Regions from separate parts of the Mus musculus genome. Here region 2 is linked to region 1. Evidence: chromatin contacts called from public HiChIP or PLAC-seq data. All regions are on one chromosome and are shown on one strand. Each heading gives the region's core, a stretch centred on a gene start, on an enhancer-like site or on the middle of the called end of the contact. The rest is flanking DNA. Distances are from core to core; before and after follow the strand shown.

Region 1 (5,375 bases), core at 1,044-3,543:
TCCAACTCAGACTCTACTGGATCCTTCCTTGAGGGATTGATCCGTTCAAGCCTGGGTTCTAAGCCCTGGCAGTCCAAGCTTCAATCTCATGCCTCTTGGCAACCAGTTCATTGTTACAGTCACTGGCACTAAGATGGAGAGACTTGCCCTGAGACAGACTGGATTCTAGCTTCAATCACAGTGACTGCCAGGTTCCAGAGGACTAAGCTTATGTCATGTGTTCAGTAAAGTCCAGGACTCCAGAGTTGACACTCAAGATCCCACAAGATTGTCCCAGCTTCCCAAGCAACTTGTTCCAACTGCTTTCCCCAACTCTACACTTCAGTGTAGACTCTGCCGTGGCTCATTCTGTCCTTCAATCTGGAAGAATACTGCCCATCAAGAGCTGTCCTGTACTTGGTATTTGACAAATTTAATGAACACTAAAAGACGTACAAAGTCTGCTCCATGAACTTTGCCTGTCCCTCTTAATTCACACAACTCTAGATACTGTCATTAGCTCCATGTTGTTTTTATTGGTTTGCATGTTTAGTGTGTTGTATATTTGTGAGTGTCTCTGCACTCGAGTGTACTTATGTGTCAAAGCATGTGTAGAACTCAGAGGACAACTTGCAGGACTCAGTTCTCTCCTTCTACCTCTGGGCCTTGAAGATTAAACTCGGGTCATCAGTTTTGGTAACATGTGCCTGTACGCGCTGAGCAGTCTTGCTAACCCTCAGACCAGCTTGAAAGATGAGGAGGGAGAGGCATAGGGATACACTCTCATTTCCTCATTGATTTCTTCTCCATGAGTTCCAGGCCTTTGGTTGTAGCTCTTTTATGTCCTCAGTATTTTGATCTTTGTGGGATTTTTCATCTTTCCTAATAGGTGTGAAGTTCCTAAGGAACAGAATCCCAACCAAATTCTATTTTGGTCCTCATGGTGCATTCTACCCCAGATCACTCTGGGTGCATACCTGTCAATATTCATGAGTGGAGAAAAGGAAACAGGGAAGGGAGAGAGTCATTCGGCTCAGGGACTTCAGCTGGCGTGAGGGGACATGCCATCCTTTGTTCCTACCCCTATGTGCTTGCTATTTTTTTCAGCCACACTTGCAGGTATTCCTGCCACACAAAGCCGTGTCTTGTGAGATGGGCAGGGCTGTGGTCAGTCTCCCTTTTGTTCTTTCCACACACAGGAGGTAGTGGCAATGACAGAATGTCAGGGCTGAAAGCCATGGCCATGACAACTGCAATTATTGTTCAGCACAGACTAGTCACTTTCGTCCTGTATTGAAATCCTGCACACGTGACCTTGTCGCTCTTTCTTTATAGATGGGAAGTGGGATTCAGCAAGGCTCAGTCATTTGGCCAAGGTTAAAAGCTGTTAGAACTCAGCAAGGAGGCTTGAACGCAGTTCTGCCATGCCAGGATCAGTTGGCTGCATCCACTATACAGCAGTATCTCTTTTGGCTCCTGTGGTGCCAAAAAAGGCTAGTCAGCCGAAACCATTCATTCTGCACTTCCTGGGTACTCTTTGTGGCTTGGCCTTTTAAGTAAAAAGATACACGCACACGCACACGCACACGCACACACACACACACACACGTACGTTCCACGAAACCAGCTGAACAGCAACCTATTCCCCCATAATTCAAAGAGTCTAGAAATGCAATGGATGGAGATCATATAAAAGTGCCAAGACAGGAGCAGGGCAGTGGCTTAGGTGACAGAGTGCTTCCCTCAGGAGGACAAAGGCCTGAATTTGGATCTCTAAAATTCCTGTAAAAAGCAGGGTGCAGCAGCATGGACCTGTAATCTCCGTGCTGGGTGAGAGTCTAGATAAGAGTACCCCAGGAGCTTACTGGCCTAGCTGAATTAGTAAGTTCTGGGTTCGGTGAGAGACCTTGTCTCAAAATGAAACAAGAGTGTGACCAGGAAAACATCAGACAACCTCCGCATGTATGCACTCACAGACACATGTGATACACACACAAACACAGACAGACAGACAGAGACACACATACACCAAGATAGCCATGAGATTACGGAGCATGCAGGGTGGGAGGCCCTCAGAGAGACAAAGCACACGTTTGGTTTAAAAGAAAAGGGCTATTGTGCTTCATTAACCTGTAAAGATCCGTTGGGCCACAACACTAAAGGCACACACAACATGGCCACAAAACCAAGTCTGTGGTCTGGGTGCAAACTGCATATGTTCTTTACACAGGAAAAGTGGTTTCCTTCCACCTAGGGAAGGGGACAGGCAGGGAATCCCTCAAACTGCAGCACACTTCCTCACGATCTAGCTCTGACTCATCACGCCCAGAGTGCAGTCTGCTCACTCTGGGATTCTCCTCCGTTCAGTGTTCTCTATGCACTAGCAAAGTCATCTTCCAGGCTACTAAGTGACAGACGGCTCCTTCGCCTCGTTACCATGGCTCTCATCAACACCTACAGAGGCTGAAACCCAGCACTGACAACGGATTCAATGAAAACCGGAAGCCCCATTGGATGTTCTTTGTCAGGTGGTTTCAGCCCAGCCTGACGCTGGGTACCCTGTTCTGGTCAGAGTGACCACCGGTGTGTGCCATCCTTCCTTGAGAGTCTGACATTCTGGATGACCCTCAGGGGACAGCAACAAGGTGACTTCTCTGACGGACTCTGGTTTGGGACACGCTGACTATGTAACGGTCCTTTTGCTCAGGCTCCTGGAATGTACAGGCTGTGCGGGAGAGAAATGTAGGTGAAGGGTCCTGTTTGTTCCGATCTAACAGAAACCCAGGTAGTTACCACAATCTGTGCAGCCCTGCCAGCTCCCACTTGCCCACAGAAGATTTATAACTACGTTTCTCTTCAAATCGACAGGAGGCAAACCATGACTTAATCAAAATATACGCGCAAAGCCTGGGGAGGTAGCTCAGTTGGAAAAGCATGTGGCACACTAGCATGGAGAACTGAGTTCCAACCCCGAACCCACATTAAAAGGCCCAGCTTGGCATAGCATATCTGTAATCTCAGTGCTAAGGAGGTAGAAACGTTTAGATCCAGGGTTCACTGGCCAGCCAGCCTTGCTGAATATGCTACCTCCTAAAGATAGCAGAAGGCATGAATGAAGAGGGGTGATTCAGAGAATAAACAAAGTGCCCTAGAAATGCCAGCCAGTCTTACATTTTCCTTTGTTCCTTCTTTCACTTGCTTTCAAGAAACATTTATTCAAGATTACAGGCTATAGTTTGGTTCTACGAAAAAGGTAAAAGCTAGAGAAGGAAGACAATTACTGGCGTGGAATTTGGGGGAAACTTAGACCCTGGTCCCATGCCTTTCCTAAACACAGTGGCCAGGCTGGGCAGTAGAAGTGTCCAGGTACCTACGGTATCTGTTGGAGGAATGGGGCTCCCGCCATCATCTCTCTGCCTCCTAGGACTGATGTTTCAGAAAGTGGCTCCTCTTTACTCTTCTCTCTTGCTGTCACCTGCTGGTGCAAGGGTGTCACCAACCTTTTTGGGTTTTTTTTTGACATTGGGCCATCTCAGAAGGCATAGGAGCTTCACCCCTGCAGACTGAGTGATGTGGGTGGCACAGGGTGCTTTGGAAGGAGGGAGGATCGTGGAGTGTGGGATAGGGGCAAATGGAACGTTTTAGCAGTGCTGGAGGGAAGGATTAGGAGAGTCGGAGGGTAAAACACATGGGGCGTGTGGTAAAATGATGGGTGATTCTTGAGTTCAAAGTCATATCAGAGTGGCACTGTGGGGAGATGAATCTGGTGGCGGTTGCCAGCAGGAAAGATGAGAGAAGACATCATCAGGGATGAAGGACAGAGAGGATGAAAGGCAGGGGCTAGGTAGGCCTTGTCAAGACTCCCAGAGCCTTCCCAATCTCATGTAGCTGTCTCCATTTTGAAAGAGGTGCGCTGAAGATGCACAGAGAAAGTGCCCACCACATGCTAAGGCCAAGTGACCCAGGAGACAAGGTAACCGTCATGACAACTGTGACGGAAGAGTCACATGACCTGAAAGTCAGTCAGCCACTGACTTGTGATGGACAGCAGGTGACAGCAAGGGGGATGGGGGGGAGAAGCCACAGAGCCTTAGGAGTCTTCACACACAGGCAACAGAGCAAGTCTCTCCCTGCTTCTCAATCAGATGTCTATCCTGGTCACCGTGTTTAAGGCATGGACAGGGGAGAGCTGCTCTGTGCCTGGAACTTTGACCTACAAGCACGAGTTCCCAGAGGAAGAAAGGCCCAAGGCCAGATAGTGATCTACGTACTGTTGTTATCAGGGGCTGGGTCTGTTACAGCAGCCTGCACACACCACCATTTCCATTTTCAAGCTAAAGAAACTGGGTCAAGGTCATTGGCTCATTGGCGGATAGAGCAACAGATGAACTCAGCATGAAGGACTTCTTGGGTTTGAAAATCTGACCCTCACTCCCAAGCGTTCTCTGGACTATTTGGCCTCAATTGGCTTTAATAGATTGGTCTCAAATTTCACCTCAAAATAAAGAGCATGAAATTAGAAACAAAGCTTCAGTATCTGTTCAAATCTCATTTGTTACTATTTATTATTATTGTTATTATTATTATTAATGTGTGTGTGCACTCACATGTATGTGTGTATGTGTGCACAGGTGGTACCCATGCAAGAGCGTATAATGGCCAGCGGTAGCTGCTAGGTTTTATACTGTGTCTGGAGCTTGCTAATCGCTAGACCTACTAGCTAGCAAGCCCTGAGCATCAGCCTGCCTCCACTCCCAGCACGAGGATTATAGGCACACACCTCCATACCTGTTTCCCCTGTACCTCTTGGGTCCTGGAGATCTGAACCCACACAGCAAGTTCTCTCCCCACTCTGTCTTCAGCTCCAACCCTAAATCCTATTATTCATTGTTAATGACTACCAAAATTGGGCCTTGCATGCAAGGTGAAAAGTTGGCTTAAGTGTTCATTTATTTCTCAGCTAACTAATAAAATGCCATTCTGCACAAGTTTAAAAAAAAAAAAAAAAGAACCACTGAAGAAAAAAAAATGTCACGCTTGCCAGGTGGTGGCGGTGACACACGCCTTTAATCCCAGCACTCAGGAGGCAGAGGCAGGCGGATCTCTGAGTTCAAGGCCAGCCCGGTCTACAGAGCAAGTTCTAGGACAGCTAAGGCTATTACACAGAGAAATCCTGTCTTGCAGGTGGACTGAGGGACACAGGGAACTTAAGTTACAGCAGATTCGTATGGCTTTTCTTAACAACCTCACTGTGAAATAGTATTCTGTCTGAAAGTTCTCAAATACTCGGTTAACATGTTCCAGTATCGACAGGCATCCATACACTAACCCCTGTAGATGTTGAAAAAGTTGAAAGAGAAGAAAGAAAAAAAAAAGAATGATGGAAGGAGGCAAGG
Region 2 (4,906 bases), core at 1,825-4,324, 120 kb before region 1:
CAGAATCAGAACAGAGAGTAAAGGATACATGAGTGTTGCTGCTCTGTTCCCCGTCTATGGATACTGACTAAGATCCCAGCTAAGGGATGGTGCCACCCACAGTGGGCAAACCTCATCTCAGTGCAGGAGAGCTCACCTCTCACAGGCGTGCCCAGAGGTGGTTCCCAGATGATTCAGAATTCTGTCAAGTTGACAGCAGCTGTAACATCTGTGAAATACTCTCTGCAGGTCTGTGGTGGGATGCAAATTGTCTGTAGGAAACACTGTTCTGTGGGTGATAGACGTGGTGACTGACCAATGGGATGAGTCAGGACATTTTCCTAGAGTGTGGATTTCCCCCAGGATTGTTCAATGACTGTGAGTTGATAACTTGCCTGTGGCCTTTTAGATTCTTAAATCTACCTGTGACCCCTTCTATATCATGATGGTATAAATGTGGCAGTTCTCTTTTTTGGCTTCTCTCTATAGTCAGAGCTGGTCTGGAATCACTATGTAGAACAGGCTGGCCTTGAAGTTCAGGGATCCATCTGCCTCTGTCTCCCAAGTGCTAGGATTAAAGGCCTGCACCATTACTGCCTGCTCCAATTCCTTTTTTAATAAGTGGAATTACATCTCTTTGGTGCAAGGGCTGTGGGATGCCCTGGGAGCTTTCCACTGTGTAGGCCCTTTTTCCAGGATTGAACATCCCTTTACAAAGCCAGAGAGCACTAGCCTTGCTGCCAGGATCAGCTGGCCCAGCTCTACTCCAGGCAGTGCTAACCACCCGCTCCCCTGAGCCCTGGTCTCTAATATTCGTTTCTTCCCATTCTGTACATTTAAAAGCAAGGTCCAATATTTTCTTGTGTGTCTGTCTTATTGCTCATTTGAGTTATAAAGATTTAACTTTATGAGGAATTTCATTTTTTTTAATCTTAGGGTATGAGGTATTTCTGTATGCTTTCAAGCACCAATTTAGATTTTTTTTAAAAAAAAATGTGTTTTAAACTGTTGAGCCCGAAGAAAGGGGAGTTGCTGTGTGGTCATTTGTGGTGGTTTGAATGAAAATGCCCCCCATAGACTTATAGGGAGTGGCATTATCAGAGGTGTGGCCCTGTTGAAGTAGGTTTTGAGGCTTCAGAAGCTCAAGCCAGGCCCAGTGTCACTCTTCCTGCTGCAGATCCAGATGTAGAACTCTCAGCTGCCTCTCCAGCACCATGTCTGCTCTGTGTGCTGCCAGATTGCCTGCCATGATGGTAATGGACTAAACCTCTGAACCCATAAGCCAGCCCCAATTAAATGTTTTTCTTTAGTAAGAGTTGCCGTGGTTGTGGTGTCTTTTCACAGCAACTGAACACTAAGACTTCATTGATCCCGTCTCGAGTGAGGCTATCTTAGAGACCTCTGTGGTTGCAAGGTTGCAGGTGGGAATAGCCTCTGTCTCATGTTTTGTCTTCACTTCTCTTTGGCTTGGAGGTCCAAAGACATAAAGGTCGAGTCATCATAGGTCAAGAGGTTAAGAGTGTTGCCCTCATTACATAGCTAGAGGATGCTGAAGCCAGATGTCAATCTAAAGTCTGCCTCTCCACTCATACTCTTAACCACCCAGTACTCAGAGCTTACCATGTATTATATGTCATTATATTGGAGTTACAAGTGTTAGAATGGGGTCCAAACCACATGTAGGGGAAGTCCCAAGATTCCAAGGTGGCAGTTTCTATATGCTATGATAAAGGTGCAAGATGTGCCAAAGGCAGTCAAGTGAGGGAGGAAGTTATGGACCATGTAGTAGTTTGCATTTACCTTGGACAAAACATTCACTGGATATTCTGGGCACAGATCAAACCATGTTCATTCTGCTCATCCTCTCCCCAACCTGTCTCAGAAAGGAGTAGGCAGCTAATGGTGGGCATCACATGGTGTGGTCACATGGTGTGGTCACGTGGTATGGTCACGTGGGTGGAGTTCATGTTGGTTCTTCAGTGAGGGCTGATTTCTAAGAGACATTTTTTTTTAAATAGTTAATCATATTTACAAAAAGAGGAGAGAGAGTGAAAAGACACACGCATACACACCAGTGTTACAAAACCTTGTATTAATCATTTCCCTTCACTCTCAATATAACCATATGAAATATAGCCATGATTCTTATTTCTGTGGGAGGAAATGAATAATAAATACATTGTAGCAAGTTTAGACCACAAGGGTGTTGTCACTGATAACAACATTTGAAAACTGTACACTTGCAAAGAACAGCATGTTCAAACATTAGTGTATCTGCATCAGTAGAGCTTTCACATGTAACAAACATGCTCTTTCCATGTATGACAAATTTAAAAAATATGCATTGCTTGGCAACATGAACTAGGCAAAAATATTTCTTTGTTCACTAACTTTATACAGGAAACCAGGACAAAAGGCATGCATGTACAATACAGATGCCTGCACAGGGCATGCAACGAAAGGAAGCTCTTTGAAAGTCAGCTTGCGTTAGGCATAAATACATGAGGGTTATATATTAATAAGGGAGGAAGTCTCCTGTTTGCCATCACTAACACTCCTGCTTTCTTTTTGCTCCTCCCAGAGGGATACATATTTACCTTTAAGTCAAGATAAAGGATTAAAAAAAAAGTCGCTTTGCAAACATCTCTGATGAGTTGTAAAAAAAGAAAAGAAAAACAAACTGAAAAACAAAGCCAACACAGATATCATCACAGCTCTGTGTACAACTTATCCTTCTGCAGGTTCTGTTTATGATAGGCACACCTGAGCACCCTGGGTTCTCCCCACTCAGGCTAGAGAGGAAGGGCGCCCAACAGAATCCACTTTCCTCCCCTCCCTCGCTCAGCCCTCATCCCAGCTCTGGGGTGCACAGATCTACAAACCTTGCACCAGCGCTAGCTAGCTACTAGGCACAGAGGAAAGGAAGGCCCAGAGAAGACTCCCACTCTGTAAAAGGCAGCCAGCGACACCTCAAAAGAAACTCTGGTTTCCCTCAGTGTCGCATCGGGAGAATGGGAGGTGGGGCCCAGCTGCGGCTGGCTCCCGGCCTGGGTACCAGAAAGAGACCTTCAGCTCAACCCAGGCTGGGCGCTTGATGCAAATAGCAGCCCTAGGCAGGCAGGCAGGCGGGACCCACCGGCCACTACTTTGCTTGCTGGATTTGTGTAATAAGAAAGTGAAACTCAAAAAGCAGGTGGGGGTGGGGAACACACAAAACAAACCATCAGCAGCGTCGTGTTGTGTCTTGTATAGTTTGTGTTTCTTCCTACTGTTTTCTGGTAAGAAAACACTATGAACAAAAAAGCACCAATAAAACATCACCCCATGATATTGTAGACCAGCATTGTGTCTCAGACAGTGCAGACATGCTGCTTAAATCAGGGCGCCTGGGGTGCGGGTGGGGGCGGGGGTGGGGTGGGGTGGAGATGGGGAGAACCTATGCAGTGAAATAGACTTTACTCGGAAAGTTTCAAACCTTTACTATTTAATATAAAACAGCTGTGTTGGGGCGGGGTGGTCAATGGGTAAATACAAAAAAAGGCACTGCAGCTCACTGCTCAAGGCCTGACTTCACAGCCTCAGGCATGCAACTGCTCGACTCTTTTTAAAATTTTTTTTTATAAATAAAATTTCTTTGCTTTAGGATTTTTAAATTGAGCTGTATACCTGTAGTCAACACAGGACTCAAATCAAGGTGGGGGGGGGGAGGTTCTTAAAAATCATCAGAACACAACTTAAAAAATAAAAATAAAAACACTAACATAGCAAACCACAACTAAGTAGATAAATCTATACAGTCAATGAAAAATAAGCTTTTCTTTTTTTCTTTTTTTTTTTAAAAAAAGAATTCTGTTGTTACTAATAACAGACTTTATCATGGGTACCAGCCATAGCGAGTTAATAAGTGACATATCCAAAATAATATCTCTAATAATCAGATAACCATTGCTTCTATATTCAATGAAGGAATAAATAGAAATTCAGATTTGCAAATATACTCTATGGTCTTCTTCCTCTTAAAAGATTCGCACTCGTGTGATTGTGTTCACAAACTGGTTTCTGAATATCCCATGACCTTATGGGTACGTGCGTTGCGTGTAGCGGACTTAAACACCTTCTCTTTCCTACAGGATGAGGAGTCCTATTGTTCCTCTCTGTTAACCTTTCCAGCATCCTCCAAACACTTCCTCAGACCCTCTGGCCTTCCCTTTGGCCTTCGACATTTTAACCTGTTCTGCCTGACATGGGATCCTCCATCCCAGCTCCTTCCCCAACACTGAGCTTGGAAAGGGACACGAGGGATGAATGTTAATGGCACTTGGTTAAAAAAAAAAAGTCTATCTATCTACATATAAAAATTAAACATGCTGCCTCTTTCTGCACGTGAATTTGCATCTTCAAGACTGGGTCACCCAAGGAGTGTCCTGCATCTTTTGTTTCTGGTGTTGTTATAAAGTGCTGATTGGGGTGATGATCCAAGTCGTCCATGATCACTAAAAGCTCAACCTTCTTAAGGTGTCCTTGGCCCTGCACTGTAAAAGGACTTCGAAATCTCTGTTGTAGCATCCAAGGCTCGGCTCGGTTGTCCACCTGTAATCTTGACAGGCAAACACAGTTGTGTGGATTTTTATTAAGGCCTTTAGAATCTGTGTGCACTTCATTAACTTGAAAAAAAAAATAACCATAGGCAAGGTCATTTGCATGGTCTGGTTTTAAATGTCACTTTTTTTTTTTTTTTTAAAGAGGAATCTGTCTTACCCATTTACTAGACAGGCCTTATATTATGTTCTAGATCATGCCTCCGGCTACTCACTCATACTGTCACATTTACGCAGCTAATTCTCCAGTGTGGCACATAATTTCTTTTGGATTCCCTCTGATATCCTCCATTGCATTAAATTCTGAACTATTCTTTGTTGCCCTTAAG

The links. HiChIP or PLAC-seq counts read pairs in DNA pulled down with a chosen protein or histone mark.
Region 2: a BATF HiChIP or PLAC-seq map of CD8 T cells shows a contact between it and region 1, with 7 read pairs. The contact joins two enhancer-like sites. A contact is called at or near these places in 2 of 115 datasets of contacts at active chromatin or transcription factors (CD8 T cells and pancreatic cancer cells) and 1 of 9 other capture datasets (adipose tissue).

What each region holds. Positions count from the first base shown.
Region 1 is chr14:46,978,234-46,983,608 of GRCm38.p6, reverse strand. All of the region lies in intron 2 of Samd4 (sterile alpha motif domain containing 4), which reads right to left. Among named protein-coding and RNA genes, the nearest start is that of Mir378c, 26 kb to the right of the region's middle. Within about 2 kb of position 2,293, at least 70 of the 459 cell types and tissues checked have an H3K27ac peak or open chromatin away from gene starts, as enhancers often do. A contact at or near this core is called in CD8 T cells, where this site is marked.
Region 2 is chr14:47,102,964-47,107,869 of GRCm38.p6, reverse strand. Samd4 (sterile alpha motif domain containing 4) reads right to left here. Exons shown (of 13, transcript NM_001037221.2): 13 at 2,053-4,906. All of the region lies in intron 3 of Gm10371 (predicted gene 10371), which reads left to right. Among named protein-coding and RNA genes, the nearest start is that of Gm10371, 11 kb to the left of the region's middle. Within about 2 kb of position 3,074, at least 80 of the 459 cell types and tissues checked have an H3K27ac peak or open chromatin away from gene starts, as enhancers often do. A contact at or near this core is called in CD8 T cells, where this site is marked.